Linked DNA regions of Canis lupus: region 2 is linked to region 1. The links are chromatin contacts, called in public Hi-C maps. All regions are on one chromosome and are shown on one strand. Each heading gives the region's core, a stretch centred on a gene start, on an enhancer-like site or on the middle of the called end of the contact. The rest is flanking DNA. Distances are from core to core; before and after follow the strand shown. Region 1 holds the start of CLSPN (claspin). Region 2 holds the start of NCDN (neurochondrin).

The links. Hi-C and Micro-C count contacts between places; a contact is called where the count stands out from the background.
Region 2: a contact with region 1 is called in a Hi-C map of blood, with 5 times the contacts expected there. The contact joins the promoter of NCDN here to the promoter of CLSPN in region 1. A contact is called at or near these places in 3 of 9 Hi-C or Micro-C datasets (amygdala and blood).

What each region holds. Positions count from the first base shown.
Region 1 is chr15:6,469,649-6,475,148 of UU_Cfam_GSD_1.0, forward strand. CLSPN (claspin) reads left to right here and starts at 2,739. Exons shown (of 25, transcript XM_038557926.1): 1 at 2,739-2,762. The coding sequence starts at 2,739.
Region 2 is chr15:6,650,766-6,655,574 of UU_Cfam_GSD_1.0, forward strand. It overlaps NCDN (neurochondrin), which reads right to left and starts at 3,073. Exons shown (of 7, transcript XM_038557936.1): 1 at 3,041-3,073; 2 at 2,004-2,144; 3 at 1-915. The coding sequence starts at 3,073. KIAA0319L (dyslexia-associated protein KIAA0319-like protein homolog) reads left to right here and starts at 3,897. Exons shown (of 21, transcript XM_038557933.1): 1 at 3,897-4,122.

The sequences.
Region 1 (5,500 bases), core at 1,489-3,988:
TCAAATGAATACATTTTTATTTTTTTATTTTTTTTTAATTTTTATTTATTTATGATAGTCACAGAGAGAGAGAGAGAGAGAGAGAGGCAGAGACACAGGCAGAGGGAGAAGCAGGCTCCATGCACCGGGAACCCGACGTGGGATTCGATCCCGGGTCTTCAGGATCGCACCCTGGGCCAAAGGCAGGCGCCAAACCGCGGCGCCACCCAGGGATCCCTTTTATTTATTTATTTATTTATTTATTTATTTATTTATTTATTTATTTATTTATGATATGAATACATTTTTTAAAAAATCTTTTAAAAAAAGAAAATTCGGGCAGCCCCGGTGTCTTAGCGGTTTAGCGCCGCCTTCAGCCCAGGGCACCATCCTGGAGACCTGGGATCGAGTCCCACGTCGGGCTCCCTGCATGGAGCCTGCTTCTCCCTCTACCTGTGTCTCTGCCTCTCTCTCCCTCTCTCTGTCTCTTATGAATAAATAAATAAAATATTAAAAAAAAAAGAAAATTCTTGAGCCTCACATCAGACATACTAAATCAGAAACTCTGGGAGTGAGTGGGGTTCAGTAACCTTGTTACCAGCTCTTCAGATCATTCTTATCATGCTCCAACTATTCTAGATAGTGAGGATATGGTGGTAAAGGAAAGTACTTGACCTCCTGTAGCAACAATATACAAATAGATAAAAATAAAATTTCAGGCAGACTTGTTATTGGGGAAAACAGAGCAGGGGATGGAGAGATAGTGGAGAGTGGGGCTCAGGCAAGGCCTCTCTGAAGAGTATGAGCTCTGGAGTCAGATTGAGCAGGGTGTGAATATTGGCTCCATCAGTTACTAGCCTTTTAAAGGTTTATGTCCCGCTAAAGTAGAGACAGTAGTATTACCTTACAAATTTATTCTGAAGACTAAATAAGATGTTTGCAAAATTCTTGCAACTGTTTCTGTCGCAGGGTAAGCCTCCGATAAATGTTAGCCCTGTAGATATGAAGGAGAAGCGCTATAAATGTATATTTGGAAATCATCAGTGTAGAACTAGCAAAGTGGGTGAAAATGTGGCTAGATGGATGGGAGAGAAGAGGATGTACAGCGGGGTCTTGATGTGGGGAGAAAAAGTGGGTTGAGAAGTGGTGGGGAGGTAAAGAAATAAAGATGAGGAAAGAGAATTTTTATCTGAATCCAGCTAAAGCTGGAAACTTGGATAGAGGAAGCCAGGGGTTAAGGTAACTATCCTGGTTTGCCTGGGACTGAGATTCTCGGGAGATGGACTCTCAATGCTAAAACTGGGAAAGTGGGATGCCTGGGTGACTCAGTGGTTGAGCGTCTACCTTTGGCTCAGGGCGTGATCCTGGAGTCCCAGGACCGAGTCCCACGTCGGGCTCCCTGCATGGAGCCTGCTTCTCCCTTTGCCTGTGTCTCTGCCTCTCTCTGTGTGTTTCTCATGAATAAATAAATAAAATCTTAAAAAAAATAAACTGGAAAAGTCGTGGGAAAATTCAGATGAGTTGGTCACCTATCAATGGATAAGATCATGAGAGTGAAGTAGGGAAGGATGGTAACTACTGCGGCCTTCCCTTCTTGGTGCCCTCTGACTTCCTGCTTACAGTCATCTTGTAAAGTCCCTTCCAGGAACTTGACTCAACCGGAAGCCAGAGGGCAAGGGGGCTTGGGTAGTACAGCCGGGAGTGGTCAGCCTGCCCTGGGCAGAGCAGGATAAGGAATGAGAATAGACCTGGAGGGGCAAAAAGACAGTAACCAGCATAGTCACAAGGAATTAGAATCGTCTGGGATTAGTCTGACTCCGGACCTTTTATTCTTCATTCCTGCCTTGTCTGAGGAGTTGAGGAGTGGATGGGTAGGTATTTTCCTACATCCTCAAATTAACTTTAAATAAAATTATAGGGGATCCCTGTGTGGCTCAGCGGTTTAGCACCTGCCTTTGGCCCAGGGCATGATCCTAGAGACCCGGGATTGAGTCCCACATCGGGCTCCCTGCATGGATCCTGCTTCTCCCTCTGCCTGGGTCTTTGCCTCTCTCTCTCTCTCTGTGTCTTTCATGAATAAATAAATAAATAAATAAATAAATAAATAAATAAATAAATAAATAAATAAATAAATAAAATCTTTTAAAAAATAATAAAAAATAAATAAAATTGTAAAGGCCATCCAAGGATATTCTTTGGTATCTGAGAAGCCCATAGAACTTTCGTCAATGCTCAGGGGCGTGAATGCTCCGTGTACAAGGAGCAGGTGGGACGCAGCTGCTCCTGGGATGGAGGTCCCGGAGAAAACCCCCGCAGGTGTCTTCTAGAAGTGGCCCAGGGATCTTCCCGCTTGAAGGGCTTACTCCTCAACATGCGCTGCAGCAAGGGCCAAAGGTCAAAGCCACCGCTCCCCAGGTAGGGCCTTGCAAGGCCAGAGGGCCCGACCGTCCCGCAGACGGGGCACCAGCCGCCCTGAGCTCGCAGGGACTGGAGCAGCCGGGACCCGCCAAGCCGACCCGGGTTCTATTTGCGAGTCTGGCCGGCGCCGCTTCCTGATTGGTAGGACAGCGCGGGGGCGTGGCCTCGCGCAGAAAGCCGCCTCCGGATTGGTGCAGGTCGTTGGGGCGGGGCCTCCGCGCTGGCTGGGCGCGAAAGCTCAAACAGCGTTGCGGGACTGGAGACCGCGGGAGCCGCTGCGCCCGCGCTACGGGAACGCGAGACCTGCCCCGTCACAGCGAAGCGCGGGAGAGGCCGGAGTCATGCCCGGCGAAGTGGTTTCTGAGGTGAGTTAGTGCACAGGCCGCCGTCCGCGGCTGCCGAGGCCCGGCGCCCAGGGGCGGGGATGGGAAAGGGTCGAGCGGCCCGAGCGGGGCGCGGAGGCGGAGAGGACTACAGCTCCCGGCGTGCCCGGCGGCGGCGGCGCGCGCTCAGGCTGCTGGGAGGCTCCCACGGCCCCGCGGGCTCGCGGCTCTCCGCTCCCGCCGGGCGCCGGGCTGGCCGCGTCGCTCCTGACTCCTGCGGCGCGCGCAGCCGGCCTCCCCGCAGCTCCTCCGGCCGCCCGGCCGCCCCTGCGGCGGGTTTCCTGCCGCGGGGGCTCTTCCTCGTCTGGCTCCCCTCCCCCAACAGAGGACGGCGCAGGCGCAGAAGCACCTGGGCTGCTGGGCAGGGGGGCGGTTCCCCGGAAATGGGAGGCGGGGCCTCCGGGAGGCGGGGTCTGCGCGGGGGCTCTGAGGTCGTGTGGCCGGGACCAGGGGAGGCACCAGCCTTGGGGGCACCTTTAAGAGGGCTACCCAAAACTCCGTAATCGAGATAGTGTTTTAATCCAGTATTTTGAATTTTTAGATACAGCAAGCAAGCCAGCCAGCCCCTGCCTGCGCTTGCGCTTCTGCACCTCTGCACCTCCCCCTAAATCCTGGCCCTGGTTTCAATAAAAATTTTATTAGCAAAAAAAAAAAAAATTGTTAGCAAAAGTGGTTGGCTGACCTCGTGAGCCATAGCTTTGCCAGTTCCATTTATTTTTAGAAAAAAGTGTTGTAAAATAAATAAATAAAAACAAAAAAATATTGCACTAAGGTATTAATCTTGATGACCGAGGTTTTGAGACTGGACTTTGTCCTCACCCTGTTCCTGGCGGTGGCTGTTGCTGATATTGGTACAAACTGCCCGGAATTCGGTGATGAGGAGCATCACTATGTGCTGAGTCATGTGGTTCCCCAAACTCAGTTTCTGCACCCACAAAGAATCTTAACTGTTTAGGTTGTTGGGAGAACCATCAGAACATGCGTGATGATCCTCTGGGGCTCCTCAGTGCCTGTTACCCTGGTTGTTATTCAAATAACTGTACCAAACATTTAAATCAATTTAATAGTTGTTTTGAGAAATCATTAAGGTGGGAAGTGCCTGACTACAGTACAGATGTTAATATTTACACACATGCACACCCTCCCTCCCCTTAATTGGATTCAGAGCCCTAAGAAAGCCAAGGATGGGGATCCCTGGGTGGTGCAGCAGTTTGGCGCCTGCCTTTGGCCCAGGGCACAATCCTGGAGACCCGGGATCGAATTCCACATCGGGCTCCCGGTGCATGGAGCCTGCTTCTCCCTCTGCCTGTGTCTCTGCGCCTCTCTCTCTCTCTGTGACTATCATAAATAAATAAAAAATTTTAAAACATTAAAAAAAAAAAAAAAAGAAAGCCAAGGATGGGTAGCCCTGGTGGCTCATGGGTTTAGCGCCTGCCTTCAGCCTAGGGCGAGACCCTGGAGACCTGGGATCAAGTCCCACGTCAGGCTCCCTGCATGGAGCCTGCTTCTCTCTCTGCCAGTATCTCTGCCTCTCTCTCTCTCTCTCTCTCTCTCTCTCTGTCTCTCACGAATAAATAAATAAAATCTTAAAAAAAAAAAAAGAAAAGAAAAGAAAGCCAAGGATGTAGGAGATCTGGCCTCTAGGGTCAGCCTGGTTGCTAACTAGTCAAGTCACCTAACACCATCCTGCTCATGTTTTTTATTTGTGACTTTTAAAATGGTTTTATTTGGGAAATTTGAAACCTACATGAACACAGCAAAGTTGGTAAAAAGAACCTATCACCTAACTTCAAGTTATCAAATCATGCCAGTCTTGTTTCATTTATAGTCTCACCCACTTTCCCCCCTCACTGGATTATTTGGAAGCATATTTCAGACCTCATTTCATCCACAAATATTTCATTATTAATCTCTACGATAAAGGACTTCCCGAAACAGATAACCACAAATATTATTACTACACCTAAAAAATTCACAATTGTTGTTTAATACTAAATATCTAGTTAGTGTTCAGATTTCTTTGAGTCACATATACATATACTTTCAGTTTATTTGAATCAGGATCCAAAGTCTGCATATTGCAATTGTTGATGTGTGTGTATCTTAACTCCATATAGATCTCCCCATTTGTCTTTTTTTCTTGCAGTTTACTGTTAAGGAAATCCACAGTTTGTACTACAGAGCTTTTCACATCTGGATTGCATCTCTGTGATGTTATTTAACATGTCATTTGGATATACTGAGAAACATTCCCAAAAAAAATGTGTAATAAATGCTTAATTCTTTTGGTTTATGTACCTTAAAGCATTGATTCTGTAGCACTCTTCAAAGATGAACAATGAATTTTTTTGTCCAATGATTCCTTTTTTTTTAAGATTTTATTTATTTATTTTAAAGATTTATTTATTTATTTATTCATTCATTCATTTATTCATGAGAGACACAGAGAGAGAGAGGCAGAGACACAGGCAGAGGGAGAAGCAGGCTCCGTGCAGGGAGCCCGACGTGGGCCTTGATCCCGGGACTCCAGGATCATGCCCTGGGCTGAAGGTAGGCGCCAAACCGTTGAGCCACCCAGGGATCCCCTTATTTTATTTTTTAAAAGATTTTATTTATTTATTCATAGAGACACAGAGATACAGGCAGAGGGAGAAGCAGGCTCCATGCAGGGAGCCCAACGTGGGACTCGATCCTGGGTCTCCGGGGTCACGCCCTGGGCT
Region 2 (4,809 bases), core at 1,823-4,322, 180 kb after region 1:
CTGTACCTTCTGGGGCTCCTTGAGCAGCGACTGCTCGCAGCGGGTGCACTCCTGAATCCCCAGCTCCATGAGGGCATAGCAGGCGGTCACCACATCCTCTTTCACTTCGGTGCCCGTCTCCTCCAGGGCCAGCCGTACCTCCACACACGCCAGATTCACCAGCAGGGCCAGGAACTTGCTCCCGGAGCTGCCCGCTGGGATCCAGTCGGAGCCGCAGGCGTGCGCCAGGCGGGCTGCCAGCTTCAGCGCGGGGTTGCGCTGCCAGGAGCTCAGCTTGCTGCCCAGGATGCGTGCCAGCCCGGCCTGCAGATCCCGGAGGCATTCGGAGGGCACGGTTGTCGGGGGCAGAAAGAGGGGCAGCAGCTGGCACAGCTCAAACTTGCTGGCGTCCTCGGCTTTCTGGAAATCTTCACTGAGGCCCCGCAACACGGCCAGGAGGTCAGGCTCCGCCTCCTTCCAGCACTGGGTCTCAGCGGCAGCCAGCAGCCCCACGAGGAGCGCCAGGGCCTGGTCGAAGCCGTAGCCGTGCCCCAGGTATGCTTGACACAGGGCGGACACGGTGCCGCCAGCAATAAGGTGCCGGGGCCCCCGGGGGGTGCCTGCCACAGCTGTCAGGCACTGGTAGGTATCGTCGATCATGGAACGGCGAGCAGCGTCATCTGGGTCCCCCCGGGCAGTGAGGAAGGTGCTGAGGATGGGGATCTTGTTCAGGACCTGGGGGTGGCCGGCCAGTTCAGGGTCACTGCAGAAGCAGGCCAGGAGGGCCACACCCAGGGCTCGGAGAACGTGGTCGGGGCAGCCATCAGGGGCCTCCTTGGTGGTCAGGAGACGATTGGGGAAGGTGAAGCCTACAGCATCAAAGATCCGCCGCCGAGTTTTGGCATCGATGTCCCCTGCTTTGACTGCCTTGGTCACCTGGGGGGGGGGCGGGGATGTGCTATCAGCAGGACGAAAGGAAGACTGGCCCCTGCCCCCTGGGGAGCTGACCATCAGCAAGATGAGGTTATGGAAGGGGACTCGCTCTGGGGTCAGAAGGCCCCCCAGAGGTCATTTCATCCTGCTCCTTCCTCCCATGGGAGACGGACTGTTGTGACCTCCGGGATCCCTCAGCTGTGATTATTTCCACAGAGGGGAGGTCCAATCCCCAGCTCCTGCCATTCCATCACCTGGTCATTTGGGAAGTTCTTGCCGACGTCTAATCTGGATGCCGACACCCGATTTGGGCTTACAGCTCAGTTTAAAATCCCCCGGGGATTTAGGGTCTCTTCCTTAGCTGCTCCCCCCAAAGCAGCCTCCGATCCATTCCTGCCACCTTCTCAGGGGAAATGGCTCCTGTGTCTCGCCACTCTGCCTGTCAAAACATTTCCCCTTACATTTCACCTCAACACCTCCTCTGCTGCAGTGTGAGCCCTTGACTCTGGAGCCTTCTCCCTGTTGCCATGGCAAACAAGCAGCGACTGTACTCCCTCCTTCCTTCACCCCCCACACACCAACCCCCCCTTCCCAGCACTGCAGCTCCTGCTCTGCTGGCCCCAGCGCGGCTCCTGCAACAGGGCTGAGCCCCACACAGCTCCCTCACCCCCAGCCTAGCTACTGCCATCCCGGCTATCCCTTGGGACCCCTTCCCAGCTACTTCTAGTTCTGCTACTCTCTCCACCCCCAGAGCAATCATCCCCAGCCCTCAAGTACTCTGCACTAGTTACTACCTGCTGCTGTCACCCTATGAGTCAGCTCCCATCTGCTCCGGGACGCCCCAGAGAGCAGACCCAGGCAGCCTCCTCCGAGGCTCCTAGAGCCCCAAGCCTTATTCACTCCCATTCTCCCCTTTGCCCCCATACTCAGGGGGAGCAAAGAAGATGCCAAATGTAGGCATCTGGGGTCTTCTTGGGTGCTTCCAGGAATGCCAGCACAAGCTATGCATCCTTGGGGACTTTCTGACCCCATTCCTAGGGGGCCCAACCACCCAGCCCTTCCCACCTCCCAATCTTTGGTCAGTTCCTTACTAGCAGCAGGGCTGCAAACTGCTCGCTGTCATTCTTGGCCTCACGGAGGGCTCCCAGGTAGCGCTCCAGGGTGGGGTTTCGGCTCTCTGCCTGGTTCAGAGCTGGCTCGCAATCCGAGGCCATGATGCCCGCCTTGCCCAACTGTGAACACAAGAGGGACTGAGCATCCCTCTGCAGAGGAGGGGTGGGGGTGGGAGTGGAGGATGGAGGGAGGGATTAGCACAGAGGGAGGGATCAGAAGGGATGGGTTCCTCAAGACTGACCTCCCTTGTGGCAGCCCCTTAAAGGTACTGGACCCTCAAGTCCTTAGGGACGAAGAAGGGACCCTGGTCCAAGGTCACCTCCAGAAAGCGGGAAGGAAGGACCACACATCCCGCTGCTCAGCTGCACAGCAGTGGGAGGGAGCTGCTGGCCTCCCTGCTCTGCTGCCCCTGGGCACCAGAGGCCGGCTTTCATCTCCCTCCACCCAGGCACACCCGGAGGGAGTGGTGAGGACACACAGAGGAAGGAATGGAGACACACACGGGTGAAGTTCGATTATCCGGACTCAGGCTGACACGAGGGAAAAAGGGCATCCTAGGTTTCCCTTCCTCTCCCTTCTCTAAAACAGGCAGGAGGCAGGCTTCTGCAGGAGTGAGGGTGCAGGGGGCCGACCAGGGACGCCTCGCAGGCCCGCTTGGGGACCCCACCCCTCCAGCCAGGGCTCCGAGTCGCCCCCGCAGGCTCCTTGCCTCCTCTCCTTTCCCTCCCTCGGGCAGAAGCTGCAGCAGCAGCAGCAGCAACAGCAGCAACAACAGCAGCACCAGGGGCAGCAGCAGGAGCAGCAGCAGCAGCAGCAGCAGCAGAATTAACCCTTAGCGCTCCCTCTCCTCGCCCTCCCCGCCCCGCCCCCAGCCCGTGGATGCCGGCCGGGGCTGGAGAAGCAAGCGGGGGTCCCGGGTGGCTCCCAGGACGACGGAGCATCCACAAGCCGGATAATCGGAGCGGGGCGGCTGAGATGGGGAGATGAGAAGGGGAGGGTCCCTGGCGGTCACCACCTGTCCCGCCGCAGCCAGGTCACAACACGACATTGATGAGGTCACGACAGGGCGGCGATGAGATCACACTTCACGATGGCGCGGTGATGTCACGCAGAGATCACGGCAAAATCACGACATGGACAGCCCCCAGAGATGACAGGGAGGATTAAAAAAAATTAAAAATAATAATATATATATATAGAGAGAGAGAGAAAGAGAGAGAGAGAAAGGTAGATGTTGAAAAGGGCCGTGACAAGATGGAGTCTCGACAGGGCACGATGATGTCGCGATATGGCGCGATGGAGTGGCGATAGGGTCCCCGAGCTGCGGCGGCATCGGTCGGCGCCGGTCGGCGAGGCCCCGGCCGGGGTGCAGGGGAGGGCCTGAGGGGGGCTGAGCTCACCAGGCTGCGGCCCCGAGCGCCCAAACCGCCTCCGAGCGCGCTGCTCCGGGAGCCTGGGGCCGCTGCTCACGCCGCTTTGCCCACTCCCGGCTCCAGGCGGCGGCGGCTCCACCCCCACCCCCGCTGCGCTCCCGACCAATCCGCGGCCGCCTCACTCGCGGCGCCGGCCAATCGCAGGCCTCGGCGCTGAGCCGTCGGGCGTGCCGCCGCCGCCGCCATCTTGCTTGTGGGTATTGCCCGAGCCTGGGGCGCGGGGCCGGCGCGGGGTCGGCGCGGGGCGGGCAGCGCGGCGAGGACTGCCCGTGGAGAGCGGGAGGCGACAGCCTGGGGGCCCAGGTTCCTTCGCTCGTGCGTAGTTGTGTCCCCCAGCGCGGCCCCTCCTCCCCCGCGGGCGCGCGGCTGGCGCTGACTTCCGGGCGGGGGGGTGGGGGCGGGGCGCGTGGAGAGTGTGTTTCCGGGTCGAGCCCGGGGAGGCGGGAGGAGGAGGCGGCGCTTCCGGCCGCGGTCGGCGTCCTGGGAGGCAGAGCGACGGGGAGCTGTCCGGGTGGGGAGCGCGCGCTGCCTTCTTCCTCCTCCTCCTCCTCCTCTCCCTCCTCCTCGGGGTGAGGGGAGCGCAGGCTGGGGCCCCGACCCCATGGACCGGGAGGAGGCGGAGGCCGCCGAGAGCCGGGGCCGCGCTGTGCGGCCCTGAGCCCCGGTAGGTGGCCGGGGGCGGCTGGCGGCCGGGCCGGGGACCCCTGAGCGCGGGGGGCGGGGGGCGGGGGCGGGCGGGACGGGCTGCTCCGGAGGGTGCGCTGGCCGGGTGCTCTGGGGGCCCGGAGGTGGCGCTCCCGGCGCGGCGCGGGGCAGCCCGCCGCTCCTGGCTCCTTGCAGGTGCGGAGCTCGGGTCCCGGCCGGAGGGCCCGGGGCCTGGTCGTGCAGCATCTTCATCCCTAGACACGGCCCGGGCTCGGGGAATGCTGCCCACCCCGCACCCCGACCTCTGCAGCCGCGCCCCGAGCTGCAGGCCCTTGCGTTCCGTCTCCCCTCCAGGATACAAAGTTGCTGCGGAATCAGGGGGGCGGGGCCGCGCACGCCCCGGGCTGCGGTGCTGCACCTGCGGGCTGCGGGCCTCGGGGGAGGAGGCCCCGCGGACGCCAGCACGAAGGGGGCGTGCGGGGTGTGCGGGGCCGGAGACCTCGGGCGACCTCGGGGGAGACCTCGGGCGACCTCGGGCAGGCGCTTGGTCCCGTCGCCTCCTGCTGCTGGCGCCCCAGTCCACCTCCCCGGTGCAGCCAGTGAGCAGCATGAGCTGAGTGTCTTTGCGCTTCGCCTCCGTGATGAACAGGCCGGGGAGCTAGGAGCAAATCGGAAAGACGACCTCCCAGAACAGTCTGTTCACTTT